2 separate regions of the Gossypium hirsutum genome follow, and region 2 is linked to region 1. A link is a contact called in public Hi-C data. All regions are on one chromosome and are shown on one strand. Each heading gives the region's core, a stretch centred on a gene start, on an enhancer-like site or on the middle of the called end of the contact. The rest is flanking DNA. Distances are from core to core; before and after follow the strand shown. Region 1 has its middle 6.1 kb from the start of LOC121219529. Region 2 has its middle 5.1 kb from the start of LOC107886273.

Region 1 (2,758 bases), core at 80-2,579:
AACCAATTTGATAATTGATCTAATAATAGCTAAACAAACAATTAAAAAATCCATAAAAATAATAAAAAAATATTTAAATCTATAAACCAGTTCAACCATCAATTTTTTTTCGATTTTCTATTTTTTAATGGTTCAGAACGATTCACTTGGAGGCTAGTCCAATTCTTTTATTATCCAACGATTGCAAATATTAGCATATGTTAGCACGAAAAATTTTCAACATTTCAAAGTCCAAACTATTGAATTTTATTATCCAACGGTTGCAAATAGTAGCATATGTTAGCATGAAGTATTCTGACCAAAGTTTACAGAACCGAGTCAGTAGTCGAATCGATCAGGCCACACGTTCACCAATTTGACAAGTTTGACTGGCTTGTCCGATTCAATTAAATAAATCATTAAAAATAGTAAATAAATAAAATAAATGGAAACAAAGTCTAGTTTAACCATCGTTTAATCGATCCGTATTGATTCTTGGGTCAACTGGTCTAATGGTTTTCTCTAGATCAATACCCTTTCAGTTCCCAGTTCAACCGATCTAACCGATTGATCCATTTCAATTCAAACAACATTAATTCTAATGACTAGTCTCATTATCTAACGGTTGATCTAATGTTACATGTTTATTTAGATTTGAAGTGTTTAATTTCTAAAATGAGGAATCAATAAATGAATTTTTACATATTTTTTTAATTTTATTAAAAATTATAATTTATATAATTTATTAGAACTTATTATAATTTTTATAATTATTTTTAATATGTTTTATTTTTTATAATTATTTTTATAATTTATAAAATATTTATAAGTTTTTATGAATTTTTATAATTTTTGTAGGTTTAAATAAATTTTTAATATTTTATTTCTATTACTTTTTTATTTTTAATTATTTTTAATTTTTTTTGATTTTTTGAAAAAAAATATAAGATTAAATTTGAAACTATCACATGTTACTATTTAATTGGTCTACCAACTGATTTTAACAATCAACATGGTGACGAAAATGATTAACTATTTCGATTAACAATAGAATCTCAATTGAATGCAACGATTTAATTAATTTTTTTTCCTTTTTTCGTAGGCGAAAAAAATATTAATCGTGGCAATTAGTTCCTACATTATGTAATATATGTAGGCGAAAGAATTGTGGAAGTTTAGGACAGACTGAAGGAAGGTCCGACATTGAGGAATGAGACCAATATATGTTTTTAACAATATGAAATTTCTAGGAAAATCACCCAAAGCTTGTTGTGACTAAGACTTTTGAATGCCTTATTGACTGGGGCGAAAACAGTTGATACGATCACTTCTGTTTTTCATTTTACACATCTAACCCCTTTTCCACTCCGTAAGTTTTAGTCATTTGTCGCCAACCTTCATGCCATCAGGCGTAGTACTTGGTTGACGCTAAACGCTTAGGACCCACTAAATTGATGCGGATTGAGATTTAACTCATTTGTTATTATTATTGTGGTTGTAACATATAAGAGGATATGAATTTAAATGCGTTCAAGTCGATACAAATCATTCTAATAATAAATCAATGCAATCAACTTCTTTTTTCGTACCTATTGAAATTTCGATCTTTGTTAGTCATTTTGGCGTGTTTCGTTCAATTCCAGTTGTCTCACCGAAACATTGTGCATAAATTGGTGCATAAATGATATTAAAAAGTATATTAACTTTTTACTGAAATGATAATAAATAATAAAAACTTTTAGCAAGACATTGTGTATGAATATTTTATATTTGAAATTTATTTAATATTGTACAAGCCCAATTTTTTTTAACCGAGGCCCATTACCCAATAACCAAACCCAACACTAACCCAATACCACCTAGACCTTACCTATCAGCCCAAACCTGGACCCAAAATCTAAACCCACTAAAACTAAACCCTAATGGCCCAAATAGCCCAAAGTGCAAATCAGAAAACAGAACCCTAGCCTACTGCCTTCAGCCGCACCACTTGCCCTTTTTGACTTCCACGCCGCCGCCTTCATTTCCTCTCTGTTGCCGTCGCCTCTAGCAACCACCAACTCTGCCACCTAACCCATCAGCATCAAATCACTCTACAAACAAGGGGGAAACACGCAAAGTAGCAAATAATAGAGAAAATAGAAATGGATCGGCTATAAAAGCCAAACACTATGTCTGTATTTTTCTTACAGTGAATTAACAACACCAGTGAATAAAAAAAAAGGATCAAAAATAAAAAAAAGGTTGATTCTGTTTCTTTTTCTGTTCTTGCGTTTTTATTTTCTTTATTTTCCTTTTATTTTATTTTATTTTTGTTGTTTTTCTACAATCTTTCTTAACGAAAACGAAACTAAAAAAGAAGATACCTGTTGGTTTCGGAAGCCAGAGTCGGAGCCCTCCTTCGCCGTCACCGGAGTCGAACGGGGAGGAAAGTCTCTTCCTTTTATACTCGGTCCCTCGGTTGAGAAGGCCTAGCCTTCGAGGACACTGAAAGGAGGGCTGAAAAGCCCATTTCGCGCAACTCCGGCCACCGGCCGTGGAGGTGGTGCGATGGAGGCCTGAATCAAAGGCCAGAAGTCGTGAGGGAGAGAGGGAAGAGGATGAGATTCAGTTTTTTTTTTAAGGAAAAGGCAGAAAATGAAGCAAAAAAAGAAAAATTTTTATTTTTATAAGCGTTTCAAAACGGCGCCGTTTTGCGCCATAGCCCCAGGCGTTGAAACGACGCCGTTCCAACCTGACCCGCGCGGTGACCCGACCCGAGGGGATGATCCGCGTGTTT
Region 2 (2,869 bases), core at 97-2,596, 160 kb before region 1:
CAAAAGAAATTCCTAACCCGTTGAGGTGCGTGGATATGCCAAATCAAAACTCAGTCCTTAGATTTGTCATCCCAAGTGCTTGAAGCTATGTAATAGTAAGCACTAACAATTGTTATTTGTCTATTCGGTTCCCAACGCCACACACACTTATCAACCCTCGCTAAACTGCTAGGAGGCCTTATGCCTGCTATGAACATAATAACTTGGTGGTACAAATAGCTAACAAAACAATACCAATCCTTATTACTCCTAACATCGACTATATCTTATACTAAAACCCCTTCATCATAGTTACTGTAATTAGCCCAATTTGCCCGGGCGCATTAAAATTATCTACAAGTCAAATAAATAAACCAAATAGATTAAAATAAAAACCAAATAAGGTCCAAATTAAAACAGTCCAAATAGTCCACTTACAACCTTCAATAAATCCAAATGCTAAATTTATACCAACCAAAATACAAAACATTAACCGAGACCCAAATTAAAACCCAAAATAAAACATAAACTTATTGGCCTAGATCCCAAAACACCCCAACTTAATCCCTAGCCCAAGTTACAACAGGCCACTGCTAAAAGGCCCAAATGGGCCCAACAATTTAAGAGTACCAGAAACTCTAGAGGTTTCTGGAACATGCTAGCACCGCGGCTAGCCAGGGAATCGGGCTTTCACGAGTGGTTTCCCACGCACGGCCTCTCCACGTCACAGCCTTCTTCTCCGTACACTCCCACATCAGCAGAACCTGCGAGAAAAAGTAACAAGAACAGCACCAATAACAGAAAATAGGCCAGCAAATCGTGATTTATTTTTTTCCCTCTTTTATTTTCTGTAAATCAGCTATAAAAAGGGCCGAAGTTTTTTGTAAAGTTTACGGATACTGAATACAAAGAATCAGCAAAAAAATCAGAAGGTGATTTCAATTTTTTTCCCTTCGTTTTTTAGTATTTCTGTTTCTTCCTACATATAGTTTGTTTCGTAGAGTAAATTTAAAAAAAGAAAAGGGAGAGACTTACTTTCGTGGATGCACCGTTGAGATCCTTGTCTCCTCCGTCAAAATCAAAGTTTGGGATGGGGATTTTCGGGTGAAAATAAGCCTTGAGTCTCTGCTTTGGTGGAAATAAAGAGTGCCTCCGCATCATTCACCGATTATAATGGTGAAATGGTGGTTGAATGGCAGAGGCGGATGGAGAGTTTAGGCTGCGCCGAAACCCTAGCAAATGGGTATTTGGTTTGTAGCTTGCGAAAATGGCAAATTGCCATTCATTTTTCTTTGGTTTTGATAACAAAATAAAACGGCACCATTTAAGGGGAGGGGGATCCGCGCGTCAACCCGCTCCATAACCCGGATCCGCGCTTTTGTGCTTCAAATGGGAGATTTGCGGGGATAGTCCTTCCCTTTTGCGTTGACTTTTCAATTAGTCCTTATTCACATTTTATTTGTTTTAAATTTTTCCTAGAATTTGCATGGCATTTCAATTTAGCCCGCACCTAAACTATGTGTGTTAGATCTGGAATATTTCTAGTTTTGATCCCTGTACATTCGCATGCGTTGCGCTTTAGTCCTTTGTGATTTCAATAGCCTATTTTATATATTATTTATCCCTTTTAACTTAATTTTATTTCAATTGAGTCTTTTAATTTGTATGATTCATTATTCTTTTAAAAACTCATTTAACATTCATTTTTTTAAAAATTCTTTTTTATACATTTTGAATTACTTTGATAATTTTATTTTTTTTGTGAAATCATTATTTTAAAGCTCTCTTTTATATCATATTTTTTTAAAATTTTGTATAATAATTAATTTAAATTTCCCTTTTATATTATTATACATATATAGTTCTTGATAAAGTTAGTTTTATTCTAAATACATTGTTAATTCCATGTTATTTTATATATATAATTTCTTTTAAATCTATTTGTATATATATATATTAAAAAAATCTATTATGTATATAGTTCATTCCATAAGAACATATTTTATTGTATATTTTTGTTATTTAAAAACCTTTCATATTTTATATATTATTCAAATTATCTTTTATTATACGTACATTGTCAACTTAAAATAGACATTTCATTTTCTAAAAATATTTTGTACATTATTTGATCCAAGTTTCTTCTTTTAAAATATTTCAATAATCATTGATACATTTATATGTAAATTATTTCAAACCCTAGCATGTGTTGTTTATTTTAAAATTTTTCATATATTTAACGGTTTTTGAATTGTTTTCCTATATTCCATATTGTTTTGTATATTAATTGTTTTTTTTTTGCATATTATTTCATATATTATTGTTGCATATAGTTTATTCGTCCTTTGTATTATCATTTCAATTGTTATTCATTTATGTTTGAAAATTTAGTTATAATTTATTCTAATGTGTTTCGTTGATTAGTTATATTTTAGTTTCCATTATTCTAATTAATAATGTTTTTCAAAATAGGATGTGAGCTCATTGTCATTGTGTGTTTGTTAATTTATTTTTTATGTTTATACTATTTTCAATCACTAAGTATAGTACATTATTCATGTACATTGTCCCATACTTATAATTTCGCCTTTCATCCACAAGTGTCACATTACAATTGAAATTTTCAACTTATTGATCCAAAATTAATTATTCCATTTTATTTCAAGTTAAACTAATGCATTTTGAGCTGGTTTTACAATTGTTTATTTGAAAATCTCCCAAAACAAAGGTAATGTTTGATGTTTGGAAATTTGGGAAATCGTGCCCTAACATGCTGGGTTTCGATTTTCCGTTTGTCCAAAGTAATCAAATATCCCTTTAAAATTTAATCTGTGTTTTCTAAATTTTAAAACAAGGCAATGTTCTATATTTGGAAATCCGAGAAATCGTG

The links. Hi-C and Micro-C count contacts between places; a contact is called where the count stands out from the background.
Region 2: a Hi-C map of leaf shows a contact between it and region 1, with 2.0 times the contacts expected there. The contact joins two enhancer-like sites. A contact is called at or near these places in 3 of 34 Hi-C or Micro-C datasets (hypocotyl and leaf).

What each region holds. Positions count from the first base shown.
Region 1 is chrA03:86,850,317-86,853,074 of Gossypium_hirsutum_v2.1, reverse strand. No RefSeq gene overlaps it. Among protein-coding and RNA genes, the nearest start is that of LOC121219529, 6.1 kb to the right of the region's middle. Within about 2 kb of position 1,329, at least 1 of the 9 cell types and tissues checked has an H3K27ac peak or open chromatin away from gene starts, as enhancers often do. A contact at or near this core is called in leaf, where this site is marked.
Region 2 is chrA03:87,010,843-87,013,711 of Gossypium_hirsutum_v2.1, reverse strand. No RefSeq gene overlaps it. Among protein-coding and RNA genes, the nearest start is that of LOC107886273, 5.1 kb to the left of the region's middle. Within about 2 kb of position 1,346, at least 9 of the 9 cell types and tissues checked have an H3K27ac peak or open chromatin away from gene starts, as enhancers often do. A contact at or near this core is called in leaf, where this site is marked.